2 separate regions of the Callithrix jacchus genome follow, and region 1 is linked to region 2. The links are chromatin contacts, called in public Hi-C maps. All regions are on one chromosome and are shown on one strand. Each heading gives the region's core, a stretch centred on a gene start, on an enhancer-like site or on the middle of the called end of the contact. The rest is flanking DNA. Distances are from core to core; before and after follow the strand shown.

Region 1 (3,038 bases), core at 431-2,930, 200 kb before region 2:
GAGTGCAGTGGTGGGCTGATGGTTCACTGCAGCCTTGAATTCCTGTGGCTCAAGCAATCCTCTCATCTCAGCTTCCTGAGTAGGTGGGCTGGGACCCCAGGTGCCACCACCACACTTGCCTAATTTTTTGTGGAGATGGGTTTCTCCATGTTGCCCAGGCTGGTCTCCAACTCCTGGGCTCGAGTGATTCTCCCTCTTCAGCCTTCCAAAGTGCTGGAATACAGGCGTGAGTCACCATGCTCAGCCTTGTAAATTATTTCTTTTCATTTTTGTAAATAACATATAATTTATGGGAAGTTATTTTGAGACTATGTAAATATCATGTTCCTCATCACATGTTTACCTCCTAGTTTTAGTACCTTTTGATGATTCTTGCCTAAATCAGTTGTTATTAGAATATAATTCATACATAATAAAATTCATTAAAGTATATAGTAATTCAGTGGTTTTTGTATATTCATACCGTTGTGTAACCATCACCACTAATTCCAGATGTTAGATATAGTGAACTCCAGTTTCTCTTCAAAGAATCAGTATGTCAGTATGATCAGCTCTCTTATTCTTTAATTTTTCCATTTTAAAGTTTAACTTCCTTGTAATTTCAGTAAACAACCTTTTCCACCAGTTCTAATAAGTAGTTCATATCTGTTTCCCCCAGTTCCCTGCTCCCTTCTGACTCATCCAGATCACCTGCTCTGGTCACCTGCCCTGGTCACCTGCTTTGACCTGAGTCACCTCTGGTCACCTGCTCTGCCCTGTCCTGTAAACATCCTTCCCACCAAACTACCCACTCTGCCACTCTGGCTCATACCCCTGCTGTCTTTAAAATAGCCAGTTGGAATTAGGCTAGACTGTGCAGTGTAACCCTAGCCAATAGGGGAATGATGCAGCAGTAGGGGCTACCTGAGGCAGTAATAAGGACCCCCTCCCTTCCCTTGTCCAGATGTGTGCTCACCATTGCTCCATCTGTAAGATGCACCCTTCTATAGAAGTAAAATGCCTTGCTGAGGAAATTTATATTCAAGTGCTACTTATTTTGTGGCACTGAAAATTTACATATAACACAGAGCATTTTTGTCAACCCAAAAATGAAACCCTTCATCCTTCAGCAGTCACCCCCCTTTTCCCCAGTCCCCCCAGCCTCTGGCAACCACTAATCTACTTTTGTCTCTATGGATTTGCCTATTTGAGACATCCCATATAAATGGAATCATACACTATGTGGTCCTTTGTGTCTAACTTCTTTCACTTAATATGTTCTCACGGTTCATCCATGTTGTAGTTCTTATCGAGATTTCACCCCTTTTTATTTGCCTAAATCAATCATTTCTATGATTCCTGAAAAAAATGGTGCTACTCTACATTATTTCCACTACATTTATTAGGCAACATCTTTATCATCCTGTCAGGAAGCTCTTTAAGAAGACTGCCCCAGTGAAGTTCATTTTAACAAGTAGGGTTCCCTTGCTCTCAAGCAGTTACTAATCTTAGACAAAAGGGTCTAGGATGACCACCTTTCTCGGGGTTTACATGACCTTCCCTCACTTCCACTTGAAAGGCACCGTGTGAGTCTCTCCCAGCCTGTTATCCCACAGGCTCCTCCCCTTTCTTCCAGGTACCCCTTTCCCGGCGGCTGCAGGAGGCGGAAGTGACGCACAGGAAGTGTCCCTGTTCCCCTTGCCGTGGGGGGGAAGGAATCAAACCCCCAAGATGGCGGCGGCGGCGGCGGCGGAGGAGCGGATGGCAGAGGAAGGAGGCGGTGGCCACGGCGACGGCAGCTCCTCTTTGGCCGCCGGCTCTACCCAGCGGCAGCCCCCACCGCCTCCGCCCCAGCACCCGCAGCCGGGGTCCCAGGCGCTCCCAGCGCCGGCGCTGGCTCCAGACCAGCTGCCTCAAAACAACACGCTTGTGGCGCTGCCCATCGTAGCCATCGAGAACATCCTCAGCTTTATGTCCTACGACGAAATCAGCCAGCTCCGTCTGGTGAGGCCCCTGCGGAACCCAGCCTCCCTCTCCCCCGGGCCGAGGTCTTGAGGAGGGAGGAGAGGGGAGCACGGTCCCCAGGGAGGGAGCCCCCCCCGCGAGCCCCTGCCGGCTACAGATCCAGGAGGACGCCGCTCCCGTCCCGAACTCTCCCTGGGCGTCCGTCAGCAGGAGTGGGCTGGTTCCCGATTGCGTCTTAGCTGCGGAGCTGGGGTGACTTCCTGGGGGAACTTCGTCTTGGGGGCTCCTTGCCCCCCGCCAGGAAGCCGGGCCTCTGCGGAGGGGTAGCGGAGGTGGTCCTTCCCCTTCCGCCCTGCCTGGGAGTGGACCGAGGGGTCCTGTCGCCTGCCTTTTGTGTACCGCTCCCAGCCCCCGGCCTGGGTTAGGGTAGAAAACTCCGAAGGAGGCAGATGATCCCAGCCAGGCTTGGTTTGTCTTGCAAGGAGAACGTATTGTTCCCCACCCCAACCACCCAAGTTTCCTTGTCGAGAAGATTGAGTAGGGTGGCTCAGTTACCCCAAAGCAGGTCGAGGTTCCGAAGAATTCCAACGTGTTGTTTAGTCTTGGCCCCAGCGCCCTATTTGACCGCTAAAGTAGAGCCTTGGCAAATGACCGTCCCCGCTTTGCCTCATCCCAATGCTTCCCACCCGTAATGAAACAACTTACCCCTTGACAAGAGTTCTTTCTCTTTCGCAGTTTATTTTCTAACTAATGACTTACGCCCACCCACCTGCTGTGGGAGAGGTTTCTTTATACCTTAAAATCACAATAGTTCAGTCCATGATGTTTATAAAGAGTGAATTTGCCATTGGGCTTTTACTTCACTCCAGAGGTTTGACTGAAGGTGTGGTGAATGTCAGTCAGTCAGATATTTTGCTGCCTTTCAATGAAATTATCTTTAAGTGGTAAAGAAATTGAAGGAGGTGGACATTTTGAAGTGATTGCAAACCGATACTGTGGAGAAGCTAAATCTGCTCGGGATTGTTTTTAAGAGGACAAAGACATATTTCTGAATGTGCTGTGTATGACATTTTCTTAATACTCTATATGCCATA
Region 2 (2,858 bases), core at 49-2,548:
TACAAATAATAATAATATATTAGCCAGGTATGGTGGTGCACACCTGTAGTCCCAGCTGCTGTGGAGGCTGAGGAGGGAGGATCACTTCAGTCTGGGAAATCGAGGGTGCAGTGAGCTATGATTGTGCCCATAAACAACCACTGCACTCTAGCCTAGGCAACAGAACGAGATTGTGTCTCGGAAAAATAAAAATAAAATGAAATAAATATATCAATAATATGTAGATACTATTCAAAGGTTATTAGACTGAATGAGATCACATAGGAAGTATGGATAGACAAGGGCGGTGTATGAGGAAAGAGGAGGAAGAGGAGATAAAAGAACAGTAGCTCAGAGCACTTCCAACATTTACAAGTTGGTAGAAAAAGATGGGTCCGAAAAGAAGATTGTTTGGGGGCAGGTGAATAAAAAAAAAAAAAGTAGAATGTGTAGCTCACAAATTACAAAGTGAACAAAAATCTCTCCTATCTTTTAACTTAGACTTCTTGGTTACATTCTAAGGTATTTGCCACACACTGCTTTTTACTGATGTCATTAAAATGAGAAAACCATAGGCAAGGTGCCTGTTACAGTTGCCAGACCCATGTTACCACGTTTTAGTGTTTAAGTTCCTTGAGAACGGAAATTTTTCGTATTACTTATGCCACCCCTTCTCAAGGACCTCTTACAATGAGAGCGTTGGAAGACCATTCCTGTACTAACTTCACAAGCCAAAGAGGTTAAAATTCAAAGGCTAACTCCACTCTCCTGAATGATCAGCGCTGAAGACGACGAGACAACCTGGGCAGCCCCACCAAGCTGCACCCTCCCACCGTCCCTGGCTGCTCCTTGTGACTCCGCACCCACGTGGGTAAGGAAGGCCCCGGCACCACCAACTCAAGAACAGACGCACGCCCAGACCCAGACTGGGGCAAGGAAACTAGTTGAGTTCCACGCGGACGCCGCCAGATAAAAGGGCAGTGGTACCCTGGGGCAGCAATCGGGGCCCATGGCGAGGCCGAGCGGTGCAGAATACACACCTGGATGACTCGCTGCTTGAGTTTATTATCCACGAACCCTGCACGTCTGGGCTTCATCGCGTCGCTCTCCCGAGCCACTGCTCCGATCGCCTGCTCCCAGTGAACCGGGGGCCTCGTAGGGGTTGCCCGGCGCGAATGCCGGGTCAGTAGGACCTGAAATGCGCCCCTCCTGGGTCCTAGCCCGCGCCGTTTCCATCAGAAAAAAAAGTAATGCGAATGAGAGGGAAAAATTCCGAGGAGCGGGAAAAGACTTGAACACATCAGGGAGTTTCTAGGGGCCTTATTTTTCAGGCATGCCCAGTGGGCCTTGGACGTTTAGGCCCCCTTTGAACGCGCTCAACCTTATTGGTTCCCCGCCGGGCGAACCAGGCTGGAGAAGGTTCCTACCCCGGCGCGGCGGGCGGGGAAGCTGTCAGCTACGTCCGCTGGTAAACTTGGTTTGCTTTCCTCAGGCTTTCCAGCCACACTTCATTCCAATACAAAGCTAGTCTTGGCAAAACCCGCGACAGTAGATAGTTGGAGTAATACAATTAGGATACAAACACACCACCAGCCTCTGCTTGCTTTCCCACATAGTTACATTTTTGGGGCCCCACGAAAGAGCTAGGTGAGTAAGGAAAGGAAGGACGGATTTATCCAGATAACTAAGTCATCTGTTACTTTTAGAATTCGTTTGACCTACGCTGTTACGAGCAGCTAATTTGTTGAATATATCCAGTGCAAGACTCCTTGGCCCAGAATTTTATTAAACGTTTCTGTTTGTTCCAGGTGAGTTTATCCTGCAGTTAGGGAGACACAAAGGGATAGTTACCAAGCATTTTTTTTTTTAAGTTGCAAGCTCTAGTTTCTGTTTTCTTCATTTCCATCGTGTTTTGAGTATTCTTATTTCAGGTCCTATTTTGCTTATGACAAGGTTAAGCGCAGTGTATTCAGGGGCAGACGGAGGAGAGAAAATGGAATTAAGGGTGTGAAGCTGGGTAAGGTGGCTCATACTTGTAATCCCAGCACTTTGGGAGGCCGAGGTGGGCGGATCTCTTGAGGTCAGGAGTTCGTGACCATCCTGGCAAACATGGTGAAACGTCGTCTCTACTAAAAATACAAAAATAAGCACTGAATTAAGTATTAGATTTCCCACTCAAACTATTGGTCCCTTTGGCTGCAACTTCATTTCCTACTTCTTCGCTATACTCTTTAATTTTTATTTTATTTATTTTTTTTGAGACAGAGTCTAACACCATCACCCAGGCTGGAGTGCAGTGGTGCGATCTTGGCTCATTGCAACCTCTGCCTACTGGGTTCGAGCTGTTCTGCCTCACACTCCCGAGTAAACGGGACTACAGGTGTCCACCACCACACTCCGATAATTTTTTATAATTTTAGTAGAAACAGGTTTCATCATATTGGCCAGGCTAGTCTCGAACTCATGACGTCGTGATCTGCCTGCCTCAGCCTCCCAAAGTACTGGAATTACAGGTGTGAGCCACCTCCCTGGGCCATTTTAATTTTTTTTAGTTGTGGTAAAATATAAGAAAATTTTACCATTTTAAACATTTTAAAGTGTGCAGTTTAGTGATATTAAATACATTCATGATATGTAACCATCACTGCCATCTAGCTCCAGAACTGTATCCATCTTGTAAAACTGAAACTCTATACCAATTAAAAGATAACTCCCCAATCCTCCCTCCCCCCAGCCCCTGGCAACTACCATTCTACTATCTGTCTTTATGATTTTGACAACACTAACTTCCTCATATAAGTGAAATCTTCCAGTATTTGACTTTTGTGACTGGCTTGTTTCTTTTTTTTTTCTTTTTCTTTTTTTTTTTTTTTTTTTTT

What was found. Hi-C and Micro-C count contacts between places; a contact is called where the count stands out from the background.
Region 1: a Hi-C map of skeletal muscle shows a contact between it and region 2, with 8 times the contacts expected there. The contact joins the promoter of FBXO28 here to the promoter of CNIH4 in region 2. A contact is called at or near these places in 2 of 3 Hi-C or Micro-C datasets (both in skeletal muscle).

What each region holds. Positions count from the first base shown.
Region 1 is chr19:4,847,446-4,850,483 of calJac240_pri, reverse strand. FBXO28 (F-box protein 28) reads left to right here and starts at 1,680. Exons shown (of 5, transcript XM_002760475.7): 1 at 1,680-1,983. The coding sequence starts at 1,711.
Region 2 is chr19:4,649,305-4,652,162 of calJac240_pri, reverse strand. CNIH4 (cornichon family member 4) reads left to right here and starts at 1,298. Exons shown (of 4, transcript XM_035281445.3): 1 at 1,298-1,447. The coding sequence starts at 1,313. It overlaps NVL (nuclear VCP like), which reads right to left and starts at 1,098. Exons shown (of 24, transcript XR_013529660.1): 1 at 1,020-1,098.